2 separate regions of the Canis lupus genome follow, and region 1 is linked to region 2. A link is a contact called in public Hi-C data. All regions are on one chromosome and are shown on one strand. Each heading gives the region's core, a stretch centred on a gene start, on an enhancer-like site or on the middle of the called end of the contact. The rest is flanking DNA. Distances are from core to core; before and after follow the strand shown. Region 1 holds the start of NHLRC1 (NHL repeat containing E3 ubiquitin protein ligase 1). Region 2 has its middle 13 kb from the start of FAM8A1.

What was found. Hi-C and Micro-C count contacts between places; a contact is called where the count stands out from the background.
Region 1: a contact with region 2 is called in a Hi-C map of blood, with 4 times the contacts expected there. The contact joins the promoter of NHLRC1 here to the enhancer-like site in region 2. A contact is called at or near these places in 3 of 9 Hi-C or Micro-C datasets (amygdala, blood and skin fibroblasts).

Annotation. Positions count from the first base shown.
Region 1 is chr35:18,228,709-18,231,526 of UU_Cfam_GSD_1.0, forward strand. NHLRC1 (NHL repeat containing E3 ubiquitin protein ligase 1) reads right to left here and starts at 1,333. Exons shown (of 2, transcript NM_001006649.1): 1 at 1,012-1,333; 2 at 135-1,009. The coding sequence starts at 1,333. The coding sequence ends at 135.
Region 2 is chr35:17,799,009-17,802,050 of UU_Cfam_GSD_1.0, forward strand. It overlaps the pseudogene LOC610470. Among named protein-coding and RNA genes, the nearest start is that of FAM8A1, 13 kb to the right of the region's middle. Within about 2 kb of position 1,748, at least 5 of the 20 cell types and tissues checked have an H3K27ac peak or open chromatin away from gene starts, as enhancers often do.

The DNA.
Region 1 (2,818 bases), core at 83-2,582, 430 kb after region 2:
TTATTCTTTAATAATTACCTTCAACCTTTATAAGTCTGTCAGGCAGTTATAATGATCCCCGTTCGAGAGATGGGATTAATTCATCCAGGGTTAAACTGGATTAGTGGCAGTTCCAGGACCCCCACCACACCCCATTACCCCCAGTCAGCCTTGTAGACTTTTACGGAATGGGCTGCACTGTCCAGCACAAGAAGAGAATTCTCCTTGGTGAAGGTCAGTGCCACAGGATGGGAAAGACCATGGGTGATGATGGGCTTCAGGACTGGAAATTCCTCAGGCTGTCCCAAGCATAGGACGGCCTGACTAGAAGTATCTGCAACAATCACATTCCCCTGGTGATCAAAGGTCACGGCGGAGGCAGTTATTCTAGAGGGGAAAAAGAGGCTGAGCCCAAAGGTATCCACCTGGCCGATCAGCTGCATAGTTGGGCTGAACACCTTCACGGCGGTGCTGCCCGCCCCAGCCCCCAGCCCCGGAGGGTGCTCCAGGACCGCAATGGCCCCAGTGAGCCAGGACACGGCCACCCCTCGCGGGCTGCACAGATGACCTTGCAGCTTTTCAGTCCTCTGGAGGGCTCCTTCTGCAAAGTCGACTTCCAGCAGGTGCAGCGACCCTGCCTCGGCGTCAGTTACCACGACCCCATTCTGAGGGGTGGTCTCCACGCCCCAAGGTAAGGAAAACTGGTCTCCAATGACGAGCTTGATCTGGCCAAAGAAATCAAACACTTTGATGGAGCGGTCGCCGGCGTCGGTGACAACCACGTGGCAGTCGTTGGTGACGGCGACGTCCAGGGGGTACCTAATGTCCTGGGCAGCCTCCCCCTTCTCTCCAAACTGATGGGCGCATCCTCCCCCGGAGTCAAAGATCTTGACCCGCCTCCTGCCGTCGTGCACCACCACGACCCGCCCGGTCTTGGGGCACAGCGCCAGCCCCGTGGGGTTGACCAGGGTCCCCCAGCCTCCGAACGCGTGGTGGCAGGCGAGGGCGCCCGGGGCGCAGGGGGCGGCGCGGGGGCGGCGCGGGGGGCGGCGGGGGCTGGGCGCAGCGCCGAGCCCAGGAGCTCCAGGAGGTGAAGCACCGGCAGGCAGTCGCTGGTGTCGCAGCCGCGGCAGGCCCGGCGGCAGAAGGGGCACTCCAGGGCCAGCGTCCGCGGGTGCGCCAGGGCCGCCACGCAGGCCAGGCACACCACGTGGCCGCAGGGCAGGTTGCGCGGGCGCCGCTGCTGGCGGTGGCCGAACCTCTCGAAGCACACCTTGCACTCGAGCAGGCTGACCTCGGCCTCGCGCACCAGCTCCCGCAGCGCCCGCCCGCTCCCCGCCGCCTCGGCCCCCATCGCGCGGCCGCCGCCGCTCCCGCGGGCGCCGCTCGGTCCGGGGCCGGGGCCGGGCCGGGGCCGGGGCCGGGGCCGGGGCCGGGGCCGGTCACGGGGCGGGGCGGGGCGGGGCGGGGCCTGACGTCGCGGGCGCAGCGCGCAGCCTCTCGGCCGCGGCCTGCGGTCCCCCGGCGGGCGGGCGGGCGCTGACTGCGGAGGGCGCGGGAGCGGACGCTCGCGGGCCGCACCGCGCGCCGCAGGCCCAGGCCCGTGACCTTCAGGCAGGCGGGGGGCGGGGCGGGGCGGCTCCGCTTTCCGCGACGGGAAACAGGCTCGAGCGGTGGCCCCCGATCGCCCAGGCTGCAAACGGCAAAGCAAAACTAGAACACGGTGTTCCACCTGGGGTAGCCTACGCTTTGCAGTCCCCTGCTGCGTGCTGCTGCTGGGGCTGGGTGCGGGGGCTGGGTGCTGGGGGGGGGGCGGGGGGGACGGGGACTGGGGCTGCTGGGGCGGGGGCTGGGTGCTGGGGCTGGGTGCTGGGGCGGGGGCTGGGTGCTGGGGCGGGGGCTGGGGGCTGGGGCGGGGGCTGCGTGCTGGGGCGGGGGCTGGGTGCTGGGGCTGGGGCGGGGGCTGGGTGCTGGGGCTGGGGCTGGGGGCTGGGGCGGGGGCTGGGGGCGGGGGCTGGGGGCTGGGGCGGGTGCTGAGGGCTGGGACTGGGGCTGGGGGCTCGGGCTGGGGTTGGGGGCTGGGGCGGTGCTGGGGGCTGGGGCGATGCTGGGGGTTGGGACTCGGGCTGGAGGCTGGGGCTGGAGGCTGGGGCTGGGGGCTGGGGCTAGGGCGGGGGCTGGGGCTGGCCAGGCATGTGCGCGGTCTCCCAGCCCAGGACGCTTTGATCTCACTGGGAAACGCAGACCCAGGAGAAGTTCAACATCCAGGGGATGAGGCAGGTGTCCCTAATTGTTTTGCCTCTTCCATCACCCCTGTAGTAAAGCAGCTGTTGAGTGAATGCTTGTAGAAATGAAGTCGCCTGGGGCACCCGGGTGGCTCAGTGGTTGAGTGTCTGCCCTCCCCTCAGGGCGTGATCCTGGGGTCCTGAGATCGAGGCCTGCATCAGGTTCCCTGCGGGCAGCCTGCTTCTCCCTCTGCCTGTGTCTCTGCCTCTCTCTGTGTGTCTCTCATTAATAAATAAATAAAATCTTAAAAAGAAAAAAAAAAAAAGAATGATAGGGGACCATACAAGAAACCCACTAGGTGAATGAGTGTCAGATGGGGGAGCAGTGCCTGGGAATGTCTTCCAGAGGAGTATGGAATAAGAAAGCTGTTAATCATAATTGCTACAGACTTAATCTGTGCCTGCCTTCTTTTAAGTAGTTTACGTAAATTAGCTTATTTAAACCTCATGACAATCCTATAGAGGCTTATTCTTATCCTCATCCCTTTTCTGCAATGGAGTTCACAGAGGCTAAGTATTTTGCGGAGGGTCACCTGGCTCAGAAGTGACTGGTC
Region 2 (3,042 bases), core at 498-2,997:
TGTACTCCTAATACTTGGCATAGTATTTGTAACTTAAAATGCTCAGGAAATGACTATAAACAATCCCTGACTTTGACTTTGTGATGGTGCAAAAGTGATAGGCACTCAATAGAAACTATACTTTGAACTTTGAATTTGGATCTTTCCAGGGCTGGTGGTATGTGGTGTGATCCTCTCCTATGATGCAGTGCAGTGGCAGCTCCTTGCCAGCCCCGCGATCCCAAGGGTGAACAACCAATACACTGACAGCCAACCACTCTGTCCCCTATAACCATCTGCTTTCACTTTCAGAACAGTGTTCAATAAATAACATGAGATCTTCAACATGTTATTATCAAATAGGCTTTGTGCTAGATGATTTTGCCCAACCGTAGTGTAATTTTGAGCATGTTAAAGGTAGGCTAGGCTGTATATGATGTTCTGCAAATCATGTGTATTAGTTTTTTTCACCATTTTGCTGGGTTTCTTGGGACTTAACCCCATTGTAAGTTGAGGAAGATGGGTACAGATATGAACTTCTGGCTAGAGGAGGTAAAGAAAATTTACCTAGTCGCTTGAGGAACCCTGGAGAAAAGAATCACCAACATTTTTTAGTTAGAACCAGCTAGGCCAATCTAGAGATGTAATGTGTGTCTTCTTTTAAATCTAGCAATAGAATTGCCTTGGGAGTTTTTAGAAAACACAGATGGCCAGACCCTCATCAAGACCAGTTATAGGAGGAAGTGGCTGCGGCACCGCGCAGGGCCCAGAGCCGGTTTGGGGTGTCGACTGCCCAGAGTCCGCGGCCGGGGCGCCCCAGGAGCTAAGCGGCCATGGCCTACCACAGCTTCCTGGTGGAGCCCATCAGCTGCCACGCCTGGAACAAGGACCGCACCCAGATTGCCATCTGTCCCAACAACCATCAGGTGCACATCTATGAGAAGAGCGGGGCCAAGTGGGTCAAGGTCCACGAGCTCAAGGAGCACAATGGGCAGGTGGACAGGCATTGACTGGGCCCCTGAGAGTAATCGAATACAGGTCGCAATGCCTACGTATGGACGCTGAAGGGCTGCACATGGAAGCCCACACTAGTCATCCTGCGGATCAACCGGGCTGCCTGCTGTGTGCGCTGGGCCCCCCATGAGAACAAGTTTGCTGTGGGTAGTGGCTCCCGTGTCATCTCCATCTGCTATTTTGAGCAGGAAAATGACTGGTGGGTGTGCAAGCGCATCAAGAAGCCCATTTGCTCCACGGTCCTCAGCCTGGACTGGCACCCCAACAATGTGCTCTTGGCAGGGGCTCCTGCGACTTCAAGTGCAGGATCTTCTCGGCCTACATCAAGGAGGTGGAGGAGCGGCCAGCACCCACCCCGTGGGGCTCCAAGATGCCCTTTGGGGAGCTGATGTTTGAGTCTAGCAGTAGCTGTGGCTGGGTGCACGGCACCTCTTTCCAGCCAGTGGCAGCCGCGTGGCCTGGGTCAGCCACGACAGCACCGTGTGCCTAGCCGATGCCGACAAGAAAATAGCTGTTGCCACTCTGGCCTCTGAAACGCTGCCACTGCTGGCCCTGACCTTCATCACAGAAAACAGTCTGGTGGCAGCAGGCCACGACTGTTTTCCGGCGCTGTTTACCTATGACAGCACCACAGGGACACTGAGTTCTGGTGGGCGGCTGGACGTGCCCAAGCAAAGCTCGCAGCGTGGCCTGACCGCCCGAAAGCGCTTCCAGAATCTGGACAAGAAGGCGAGCTCAGAGGGCAGCGTGGCTCCTGGCTCCGGCCTGGACTCAGTGCATAAGAACAGCGTGAGCCAGATCTCGGGCTCAGCGGGGGCAAGGCTGAGTGCTCACAGTTCTGCACCACAGGAATGGATGAGCATGAGCATCTGGGATGTGAAGAGCTTGGAATCAGCCTTGAAGAACCTCAAGATCAAATGGCCCATGAGGAATATGTTGCCCTCATCCCCACTGCTGGGGAAGGGGGTCAGGAAGGCTAAGGGTCGCTTTGCTGAATGTTTCTAGGGTAGTAGTCTGGGTCCCCGTGGAGACTGCTCCAGCCAGAGGGGAGGGCAAAGTGGGGAGGGGCGGGAAGCTTTTCTTACCTATTGAAGGAACATATGTCTTTTTGTCAGAGAAATGTTTTCATTTATTGTTAAAAACAAAAATGTTCCCAAAGCACTGTGCTGGTCATGAACTGCTTCAAAACCATGGAGGTAATAAAAAAGCAATCTTAGAACTGGAAGAAAAAAAAAAAAAAGACCAGTTATATTAGAATCTTTAGGGGTGGGGCCCAGACATGGGTGGTTTTTAAAGGCTCCTCAGAGATTATAGTGTGCAGCCAGAATTGAGACCCACTGGTGCACGGTACTCCTGAAATGACTATAGCCAGACTACAGGATTATGAGGAGCAGAATGCCTAGGTGACCAAGGGCTACCCACCAAGGAAAAAACATCAACATCACTGGTCTGTGACTAGGGGGCAGTGCTTTGAAATAAATGAGAAGAAAGACTTTCAAGAGCAACATCAGATAGAACCACTTAAATATTTTATGGCCCAGCTCTAAGGAAGTTTGTTGAAAGTGAATAATTGCAGAAAGCTATAAACAGTGATCAACTTTCCTTCTCATGGAAAACTAGTAAGCTATTTAGTTCACTGACAAAAAAACAATGTGAAGAACTTTGGAATCCCTACCCAAAGTAGGATTCTTCTGGTTGTAACAGAAACAAAGGGAAAAGGGACTTACTAGCTCCAGCAACTCTAAAAAATTTCAAGGAGATGGTTTCAGACATTACTGAATCCAAGAGAGAAACATGTCACAAGAGTATTTTGTTTCTCCATCATTTTTTTAAAGATTTTAATTATTTATTCATGAGATACACACACACACAGAGAGAGGCAAAGGCATAGGCAGAGGGAGAAATAGGCTCCCTGCGGGGAGCCTGATGCGAGACTCAATCCCAGAACTCCGGATCACGCTCTGAACCAAAAGCAGACGTTCAATCACTGAGCCACCCAGGTGTCCCTGTTTCTCCATCTCTTGGTTCTACCCTTCTCTACGTTGGTCT